Linked DNA regions of Mus musculus: regions 2 and 3 are each linked to region 1. A link is a contact called in public Hi-C and Micro-C data. All regions are on one chromosome and are shown on one strand. The core of a region is the stretch at or near the end of the contact, and the rest is flanking DNA. Distances in the headings are between cores, read along the strand shown.

Region 1 (3,413 bases), core at 471-2,970:
AGAACACTGCTACATTAGAACATCTTTGTACACATTTCCATACTGGAAATGAATATAATTTTGTAGGAAGTATTTCCCTGACTCTGACCCCTTGAAAAGGCAGATGGCTTTTGAGATAAACTAATTAACATCATTTCCTAGCACATGACACCAAACATTCAAATCAGCACAGTGAAAATGAAACTTAGGGAAAGATATTTTTGTCTGTCTCCTTAGGCCCTGTTAGAGCTGTCACCTCTTTAGGGACAGCTCTGCGGTAATGCACCTGCTGCTCTTATGGAGGGTCTGGGTTCCATTCCCAGCACCCAGTCAGACCCCTCACAAGTGATTTCTAACTCCAGCTGCAGGGTGCATACCCACACAGACACATAATGAACTCTTAAAAACAAGAAGAACCTCTGATCCAATTTCTCTTGATTCCAAAGTGAACAAAATTTTCTCCTGAAAAGAAACTGGAATTTGTCTAGATTAATCACTGCAGGCCCCTTTGTAAATGCTGCATATTTGACTTCTTCTGATGTATGTTCCTGCCTAGCTCCCCTGTAGCTTTAGCTGGATAGAAAGGAGGAACATGGGCTGGAGAGAAGGCTTAGTAGTTGAGTGTACTGTTCTTTCAGAGGAGAGGGGCTCAGTGCTCAGGAACAATAGGCAGCGCACAATCTCCTAAAATTCAGCTCTGGAAGATCTGACGTCCTCGTCTGGTCCCCACGGATACCTGTATCCCATGCAGATACCTGTATACAGACACATAAAAGCATATGTAACTGAAAAACCAAATTTTTTTTTACTTAATTTTAAAGAAATGAGAGATACTTACAAATGCCCTACTGAACCATAACCAAGAAAGGCGATCAATAGTCTGTTCTCTCCCAGTGATAGGAAGGTCAGAATATATTTGTTTTCCTTTAGACTATGTTGTACATATTTTTTTTTTCAGGTTTCTCCCCTAAATCCATGAATGTAAACTAGCATGTCCTTGCTGCACCCTCCTATTTGGGAAATACCTGGAAAGTCATGTCAAGGATATTTAAGTCAGCTAGCTTAAAACAAAAACAAAAAACCCCACCTCCCATTTCTCAACAACCTCCAGTTTTGTTTCTATTCCTTTCCTTGGGCTAAATCAGAGATTTGGTACTCCATAGGGAGCCCTGTGATTTGGCTTGCTTAGGTTGAGATTCTCCACACGGTGAAGTCCTCGCCTGATTTCTTTGCCATGGGAGATGGCCCCAGAATGCTCAGCACAAGGTGGCGCCAATGAGCTATAGAAAGTTGACTTCCCTTTGCCCCAACCCCCATCCCCTCAAACCTCATCTCCTGTGTTTCTGGCTTCACTGAACAAGGCAGAAAATCCATTCTGTTATTTCTGGAGAAGGGATAGGTTAATGAAGGGTGCTGGGTTCTTACCGAGTCAGCACTGGAAGCCCTCTCCTAAAACGAATGGAGTTTGCTGAGTTTTCCGGGGGTCTCGGCTTCCTGCAACTTGCTCATTTTTCAGAAGGCCTCTGCCTCCAGATTGCCATCTCTCCCCTTTCCGGAGGAGCTCACAAGTCTAAGTTGCTGGTAGTTAAGGCTTCTGGCGACTGTGCAAAGGGGCCATCTGTGTTTGATCAGGCCAGGCGGGAAGGAGGGGGTGGGGGTTGTAAAGAGACTGAAAGCATTCCAGAGTAGTGAGAGACACCAGAGATGGGAAGGAGGAGGCCCCGCCCCCGCCCCGCCCCCAGAGCTAACGGGCTGGAGGGAAAGAGGCCGAATGCACACACTCCTCTGGCCCCACTTAAGGCTGCCATGGGGCCCAGTGCTCCTCTGCTGCTCCTCTTCTTTTTGTCATGGACGGGACCCCTTCAGGGACAGCAGCACCACCTTGTGGAGTACATGGAACGCCGACTAGCTGCCTTAGAGGTGAGGGACTTGTTTCTCTTCTCACCCAGGATGAGTCCACATCTATAGGTGCAACTAGCTGTCAGGGCTCTGGGAGTGACAAGATCGGGTTGTGTAAGAAGTCCTTAATGACGAGTAGCCTCTTAACTACAGACTTTTATTTCCCCAACATAAGACAATTGCCCAGCAAATAAACGCAACACGGCTCCCTCAGATTAGATGGAATAAGGGGGCAGGGGAAATGAGAGTCAGAATCGGGCTGCATCTATGCTGCTATACTGTTCAAGTTTCCCAGGCAATCTGCCTGCAACTTCCTGTCCGTTTCTTCCCCGCACCCCACATCTACTCCCTTTTGGACAATTTGAAGTCTGTAGCATCCTAATTTCCTGGAGGCTCAGATCACTGAGAACGCAAGGTGAAGGACTCTTATTCAGGCAAATTAAGCCAGGTTCCTCGGATGGGATGGTACCACTGACTAGTCTCCTCTGCTGTGGGAGCATGGCTGAGCTGGTCCCTTTCCTGGCCCTGACTCCCTGGCTGGGCCTCTGCTTGTCTGGGAGCTATAAACCTGCAACCCACCCTTCCTGACTCCCCGATCCCTTCAGGAACGGCTGGCCCAATGCCAGGATCAGAGTAGTCGGCATGCTGCCGAGCTTCGGGACTTCAAAAACAAGATGTTGCCTCTCCTGGAGGTGGCAGAGAAGGAGCGGGAGACCCTCAGAACTGAAGCAGACTCCATCTCAGGAAGAGTGGACCGTCTTGAAAGGGAGGTAGACTATCTGGAGACACAGAACCCAGCTTTGCCCTGTGTAGAGCTGGATGAGAAGGTGACTGGAGGTCCTGGAGCCAAAGGCAAGGGCCGAAGAAATGAGAAATACGATATGGTGACGGGTAAGTGATCTCACAGAGGTCCAGACAGTTTCAGAACTCCCCTTTCCTGCTTTTCTTCTTGTCCCAAGCCACCATAGCTCTATCTTTCAGAATGACACATTCATTGAGAGTTTCTAGAGGCCTGTCCTTTATCGGTACTCCATCTCTCAACCCTCCGTGAGTGGACACATGCACGGAAAAGTGTGTCTCTGTTCCCCAGGTGGCCCACTCTGGGGGAAGTTCCTGTTATACACATCTAACTCTTGGCCTCTGTTTCCTTCTCCTGTGCTTTCTCCTCTTCCCCACCAGACTGTAGCTACACAGTCGCTCAGGTGAGGTCAATGAAGATCCTGAAGCGGTTTGGTGGTTCAGTTGGCCTATGGACCAAGGATCCGCTGGGGCCAGCAGAGAAGATCTACGTGTTAGACGGCACCCAGAACGACACGGCTTTTGTCTTCCCAAGGCTGCGTGACTTCACCCTTGCCATGGCTGCCCGGAAAGCTTCCCGAATTCGGGTGCCCTTCCCCTGGGTAGGCACGGGGCAGCTGGTGTACGGTGGCTTCCTTTATTATGCTCGAAGGCCTCCTGGAGGACCTGGAGGGGGTGGTGAATTGGAGAACACTCTGCAGCTGATCAAATTTCACTTGGCAAACCGAACAGTGGTG
Region 2 (3,413 bases), core at 480-2,979, 110 kb after region 1:
AAAAAAAAAAGAAGTGGCTACAAAGGGACTTAAAGAAGTGGCTACAAATCTATTTGCAATCTCAGGAAACAGTAGCAGGAGGCCTAACTGGGTTTTAAGAGTGTCTCTTCCCTTATTTGACTTGGGAAGCACGTTACAACCTCTCTGGAGATCCCAGCACTTAGAAATAAACCAACCAGCTCTGACCGCCATTTCTCCATACCACTATTGTGTAGGCTGTAGTTTATTCACTCAGCAAGCACACAAATCGTCTCTCAAGTACCTTAGTCAAGCACCTACCATGCCTGAGAAGTTGCATTAAAAACCTAGGGCTGGGATGCTATTGTGTAATTTTTGTATCCTTCAGCTAAAATGACACTTGGAGAAGAGTCATGGCAGACGGAGTAGCTGAAAATGTTTCTGAGCAAGCCTTCAAAAGGAAGCATCAAAAAGGGAGAAGAAAAAGGAGAGGATTTAGTGGGATGGTTATCTGCGGCGATTTTGCAGATCCAGATTATGGGAGGTCTGTGCAATGGGAGCCAGGGATGGTTCCTCAGATGGGCAAAACCAGGAGGAAAGCATCCAGGCAGATGTATCCTGAGTCTGGTGGCTGACTTAGGGTGGAGTGTGATGGGGCTTCATAGCCATCCTGTGGGAGAGGAGATGCTAGAGAGGCATCTTAACGGGCAGAAGATGGATGGCACTTGGTGGTAAGTAGAAGAAAAGAAGTGGCCGGGAATGAGTGCAGGAGGGATGACAAGCAGAATTACCCCAGGCTGGAAAGGGAAGCTGTAGCTTTTAGTAAGGATGGTCCATACACTTTCTCAAATTCCTATGTCTTTCCTAAGTGGGGTCATATTTGAGGCCAATGGGTCCCAAGCCATGGCTCAGGGGTCCCTATGCTGCACTGGAGGAGAGTAGCCACATCCCGAGGGACAGGCACCTACCTATCATAGTCCATAACGGAGATGAGCAGGCTCACTTGGTCCATGTTTTCTGGGGGGATGTCAAAGATGATGGCCTCGTTGTAGATGGGGTTTAGGGTGTTCTTTTTTATGGTCGTTTTCTTCTTTTTCAGCCTCCGTCCATCACACAGTAGGGATACTTTGACGTAGGGATCTGTGTCGATGAGGGCGGTGTGAGAAGATAAGAGGTTAAACCGATTTGGGATGTTGCAGTTGTTTGGTTGGTTTTTGACACCGGTTCTACTCAGGCTGGCCTCAAACTCACAACCATCCACCTGTCTTAGCCTTTTCAAGTGCTGAGATGACAGGTGTGAGACATTATTAGACAGATGTTCTTGAATGGCATTTGCCACAGAGAGTCGGAGTCCTTGGGCCTACTGCTGCTCATCAGATGGGATCCGTGGGTTAACATAATTAAGTCACCTTGTATTTATGGAGCGAACCTGTCTCCGAGGACGATCCACACTTAATAAACTCGGTCTTTAGCTACCTTTGCATACTTGGGAGGGTGCCTAATGGTGTGTCACTAATAGGAAAACTAGCCCCAATTTAGACAAGACTCTTGTCAACGATTATGTAGTTCCCAGCCCTAAATCTCAGCTGAACTCTCTTTGGCTGGAGAACTCAAAGAGCACTGGAGCTAACAAAAGCGCTGTTTCTTTTGCGTATACAGAATCATTTCCTCTGGAGTCTTGCCAGCTTTTTAACCAAAGGATAAAGGGGGTAAAAATAGGATGTGGCGGTGCCCGGGAACATGTCAGAAGGATACAGCATCAGTCACACTGCTGCTCCTGTCCTCCAGCTAGAAGACATGCTTCTGGGTCCACTGTCCCAGTGATCTCATTTCCATTTGGAATCAGGAACCAGGGAAGTGGCCCTGCCTGCTGCTTCCCCAGAGGCCATTTCCTGGTCACTTCTGAGCGGTGGAGCAAGAGAACTGTGGCCAGGAGAGTGAGCTAGGTGCCCCCACCCCCCCCAGACTCAGGGCAGTTGGCTGACATTTTATTTCTCAGTGGGATCTTGGATTCTCTCCATGCTGCAAAGAGATGTCTTTTTATTAAGCTTCCATGCACCGTCTAATCTTCTCTCCCCTTTAGCTTTCTGAATGGGTAGTTCATGGTCATCTTTCTACCCTGAAATTTTCTACTCATCCAAACGAAGGGACACCTATTATATCTCATAGCACAGGTGTCTCAGTCGCATCATAATTAGTATTTATGCTGCACCGCTCAGGAAAAAGGACAACTTACAGGCGATAATAGCTTTGAGACCGTGATGTGCTCAGACACCTTCTTGTCCAGAAGCCAGGGCTCATGTGAACCTGTCAGGAGGAATGAGCCAAAGTAGCCCCTCTCCTGGCTCTGTAGTTCTGAGGTCTGTGGTAGTGCCTCCTGGATCCCTGAGCACCCACCGATGCCTCATTTGGCATCGTGTTGGGGGAAGGGCAGATGCAGGCTACACTTAGAGTAAAAACGAGAGAAGCTATACGCTTGAGAGATGAACCCAGTCAAGGTCCAAACCTTGAGAGCATTCTTACAGACACCCAGTGAGCTACTGACTCAGCAGAGTGACAGTGGCAGCTGTGCCATAGCCACAGGGACACTTGGGTTGATGGAGGAACTGGGGAGACTCCGAGGAATTTAATCAACGTCCTGTCTCTGACTATATACTTTCAGGAACCCCCACACAGGGGAGCATTTGGTAAAAAGGAAGGAGTGTTGAGGGTCTGTATGCCATAGCTGTCTGGTTTCCTTCCCCCGTGGTTACCCCTTAGGACGCTGTTCAGATCACCACGGGGGAAAGAGTCAGTCCCCAAACTCATCTTGAATATTCAAGTCTTTCCATCTACATATTGCTTTAGAACATGTCTCTACATTTGCAGCTACTCGTTCCTCTTCTATTCCTGGTCCCAGATACTCCATTCAGAAACACATTTCCATGTAAGGGAAACACAGGCATAGCCACTTGTCCCATGAGCCACTGGGCCAGTGTGTTCTTCTCCAACTCTGTCCATTCCTATAAGGAATATCTGGTTCACATCGTTTGGTGAGATTTCTTTCTGCAGGAGCCAAGCTCTCTCCAGCATCCGAGAGGCTAATCAGAGATCAGAGATGATGCTCCCCAGCGTGCTTCAGAGAAATGTTTGTGGCTTTCAGTGGAATGGTGGCCCCAGATGATCTTTGAGGTCTGTACATCACTATGATGCCCTCAGTGCCAGGGACCTAAGCCCAGCACTGTATTCCTGCCTCATTGTGTGGGAGCCATCAGAATTCAGCATTTGGAACATACGCTGTTCTAAGAAATGTCATTAATCAGGGTTACTTCACATCTACACTGTAAAATGTTTATCATTGATAGCTGTTTTACGGGCAGAAAATGGAGGCTTCGAGAGATTAAATGATTTGCGTAGGAATTGATCCCAGGTCAGACTCCAATGCCACTTTTGATCACTAGAGACAGAACAATATA
Region 3 (3,413 bases), core at 292-2,791, 80 kb after region 1:
TCTCCTAGCGCTGTCTCCTTTGGGTTTAGTTGCGATTTCTTTGGGTAAGTAGAACTGAACCGTGGATGCCCATGTGGGAAGGTGACTGGACTCAGGCAATAGGAGCCAATGCTAACAAACAGTTGGGAACCTGGCAGCAGTGATGTGTGTCCAGAATCCTCTCAGCTCCTCTGTGCAGCATTCCTTCCTCCAGGAAGGGTGGGGCCCCTTCTGAAATGAACGTCTCATGCACTGCTCTTAGAGATTTCCTGGATGGCCAGTTCCGAGGCAGAAGGCCTAAGATCCTCCTTGCTGAAGGGAAATTCTAACCTTAGTGGCTCACCTTGCAGAGAAAATAGAGTAGGTTGGAGGGAAAAGGAATGCTCTCTGGGCCACTTATAGGGTTCCAAACTACTTTCCACGCTGTAAAAGAAAGACTTTTTTTTCCCCTTTTTTTCTTTTTTCATGTTTATTGCTCTGAAAACGCTTCAGCCAGGAGGGATGAGATGCCAATTATTATGCTTCAGCAAAGCCACACAGTCATTATTCTCGCCATTCCGGAACATAGCAAGGGTTATTATGGGAGTTGCGAGCCAGGATCTGTGGTAGGAAAACAAAATATATATATCGTACTATTGCAAGGGGACAAGCGGGTAGGCAGAGGCTGGCTAAGCAGCCTTGGCAGTAGCTTCCAGAGGAGAGGAAATGGTTAAGGCGTGAGCAGGAGACAGGCAACAGTGACAGGCAGAGCTGACAGAGCTTGAAGATCCATGTGAGGAATGTGATAACCATCTTGGCAAGACTGATAGGAAAGTGGCTTTGGGCACAACACTGAGAAACACGGGTCTTAAATTTAACTCGTGGTTAGATCAATTATGCAAACACATGTTTATCTGTAGAATGACTATGTCAGCATTTAGGAAGCTTTAATTCAGCCTTAAGTATTGGACCCAGCAGAGGAACTTCAGCCTGCTGGAGATCTACTTATGGGCAAGCCTGTCTATTGGTAAGCCGTTTGTTTTTGGTGTTGTCTTTCTTCTCCTATCTGGACAACTGCTGATACAAATGGAGGTTTGCATCTGTCACCACGCACCTGCCAGTGCTTAGGTTTCCTGGACATAACCTTATTTAATTAATGTCTTTTCCCCCTGAGGCTCTCCACCCCTGCATGGGAAGCACTTTTGTTACTAACACACTCTGATTTCCTAGCACTAGAATAATAATAAAAAGAACAACAGCAGCGGTGGTCTTATTGATTAGGTGGGGAGGCTCTGAGTGGCACTGATGGAATACAGATAGCTGGAATAGCACCGTGAGACCAACGGATCCTCACCCCTCACAGGCAGCTGCTGTTTAATCCGTTCTGTATTTATTCTGTCAGCCACCCTGACCCTCGATTTCCTCCCTCTGCTTGGCCTACCTTGTCATGCTGTTCTCTAGAAAATCAGGTCACCCTGTACCTAACTTTTCGCTGGCCAATGATTTTTTAGCTACTCACTGAGCCCGCTGTGTTGTTCCTAATCCCCACTCAACCCTGGCCATGTGCACTGCCATTAGGAACATCATAAATCACCACTTAAGGACCATCATGGCTAGTTAATGGTATGAACACAGTTACCCCCTTTGCTTTTGTGCAAGTGGCAGTTACAAGCTCTTGCAACAGGCTCTCCACTGTCTTCCTAACACCGTCAATATCTTCTGAGTTAGGGTCTCAGATTCCACCCCACACAGCAACCTTTCTCTGGAGCACAGCACTTCTTATCCTTTCTCTGCTACCAAAGATGGGGACTTGCTTACCAACTACGGGGTGACCCATCCAGCAGGTCCAGTTATTCGAGGGCCTCGAGGGGACCTTCTCCTAAGAACCAAATGGGGGATAGAGAGAGACGAGGGTCTTGTGTGAATAACGACACGGAAACCGTTCTGGAATGCATCAAGACCCCACCAAGGCTTAAATGCACAAGCAAAAGGGGAAGTACAGATACTTATCAGCGGAGGGGTGGAGCAATACAAGCAAAAGGTGAAGTACTTATGGGGGGGGCAATAGAAATTCTTTCTTTTGGCAGCTACACGGGGAAGCAGGAACTTGGTGGTATCAGGGTGTGGTCAGGACATCAGCGATGACTTAGGGCTGGAACATCCCGTGGTTGTTCTCGGAATCAGTGTGTTGGTGGCCCGCTTTTGACCCCCTTTTCTTCTCGGGGAGAGAGGCCCAATTCAGAGATCAAGAGTTGTCTTAATAGCTCCCAACAACGGGGTTCTTCCAAAAAGAACTAAGCACAGACACTTGCTAACAGAGAAGACACTTAATATATTTAAAGCACATTTAAGTAAATAAGAGTGTTGTTTCTTCCTTATTTTTTTCCTTGATATTATGCCAGGGTTGAAATACTTTGGGGATGACTCAAAAACATACTATTTTTATCTTTCATAGAAAAAAGAAGGTCCCACACAGACACTAGCAGTCACTGTAATGACAAAAAAGTATTTACATGGAGCAGGTTATACATATATGTGTGCATGGAAATGCTTTCTTTTACAATATTTAATAGTGTATGTATCAAGTATAATGATAAAGAGACACTTTGTATATATTTACTATCTTCCTCTTGCTTTTTTTTTTTTTTTTTTTTTTTGAGACAAGGTTTGATGTAGCCCAGGGTGGTCTCGAACTTGGTATGATGATCTTGAATTCTTGATCCTTCTTGCCTCTACTTCACATATGCTTAAGATAGGTCAGGGAGGGACTCCTGGTGAGGTATGGCATGGTGCATCTAAAGAGATAGGATTCTGGCAGCTGAAAAACTCTTCAGAAAGGGTCTCTCTAAGAGTGAAGCCAAATAGGAAGGCTAGAAAAGTAGGCAGAAGTCACATCAGAAAGGGACTGGAACACTGGAGTGCTACTGAAAGGTTTTAAGCAGGGGGTTTTGTCTGGATGCTGTATAGGAAATATCTGGAAGGGGAAAGACGAGCTAAGGGAGATCAGTTAGAAGGCTGCTAGGGTAAACTAGTCAAGAGTATAATTGTCTGATCCAAGATAGTGCTGGAGGGTGGCACAGAATGAGATGGACTCAGGAGATATTTGGGAGGTAAAATCAATAAGACTTGATGCTTATTTAGATATAAGGCATGGAGTAAAAGAAACAGCGAAGGGCAAAGCACTCATTATATTTGGATAACCACAGGGTTGATGGTGCCACCTACTAAAATCACAGTCATGGTCAGAGAAGGAGGGCTGGGGTATGGAGAGATGATAATTTCTTTGTGGGATATAACATGGTTGGGTTGACATTAGGTTCCATGAGATGAAATCAATGTCTACATGTGCACAAAGAGATACTGCGTCGTCCTGCTATTTATATTTTATGGTAAATTCTTAGGTGCTCATAATTACAGAAAAAAAGGACAGAATTACAGACTATATGGTTCTCACA

Evidence for each region. Hi-C and Micro-C count contacts between places; a contact is called where the count stands out from the background.
Region 2: a contact with region 1 is called in a Hi-C map of cerebellum, with 2.3 times the contacts expected there. The contact joins the enhancer-like site here to the promoter of Olfml3 in region 1. A contact is called at or near these places in 23 of 39 promoter capture datasets (the 3T3-L1 cell line, 3T3-L1-derived adipocytes, the C10 cell line and 12 more), 3 of 15 datasets of contacts at CTCF or cohesin (embryonic stem cells and stem cell-derived epiblast-like cells), 76 of 484 Hi-C or Micro-C datasets (8-cell embryo, B cells, the C2C12 cell line and 25 more), 16 of 115 datasets of contacts at active chromatin or transcription factors (CD8 T cells, the NIH/3T3 cell line, T-cell acute lymphoblastic leukemia and 6 more) and 4 of 9 other capture datasets (adipose tissue, embryonic stem cells, macrophages and 1 more).
Region 3: a Micro-C map of the HL-1 cell line shows a contact between it and region 1, with 2.6 times the contacts expected there. The contact joins the enhancer-like site here to the promoter of Olfml3 in region 1. A contact is called at or near these places in 1 of 15 datasets of contacts at CTCF or cohesin (the NIH/3T3 cell line), 9 of 484 Hi-C or Micro-C datasets (the HL-1 cell line, cranial neural crest, embryonic fibroblasts and 3 more), 3 of 115 datasets of contacts at active chromatin or transcription factors (the NIH/3T3 cell line, embryonic stem cells and heart atrium) and 4 of 9 other capture datasets (adipose tissue, embryonic stem cells, liver and 1 more).

The regions. Positions count from the first base shown.
Region 1 is chr3:103,736,308-103,739,720 of GRCm38.p6, reverse strand. Olfml3 (olfactomedin-like 3) reads left to right here and starts at 1,720. Exons shown (of 3, transcript NM_133859.2): 1 at 1,720-1,899; 2 at 2,484-2,769; 3 at 3,058-3,413. The coding sequence starts at 1,786.
Region 2 is chr3:103,623,182-103,626,594 of GRCm38.p6, reverse strand. It overlaps Syt6 (synaptotagmin VI), which reads right to left. Exons shown (of 8, transcript NM_018800.5): 5 at 927-1,098. Among named protein-coding and RNA genes, the nearest start is that of Syt6, 50 kb to the right of the region's middle. Within about 2 kb of position 1,729, at least 6 of the 459 cell types and tissues checked have an H3K27ac peak or open chromatin away from gene starts, as enhancers often do. A contact at or near this core is called in cerebellar granule neurons, cerebellum and neural progenitor cells, where this site is marked.
Region 3 is chr3:103,655,704-103,659,116 of GRCm38.p6, reverse strand. No RefSeq gene overlaps it. Among named protein-coding and RNA genes, the nearest start is that of Olfml3, 81 kb to the left of the region's middle. Within about 2 kb of position 1,541, at least 9 of the 459 cell types and tissues checked have an H3K27ac peak or open chromatin away from gene starts, as enhancers often do. A contact at or near this core is called in the HL-1 cell line and pancreatic islet, where this site is marked.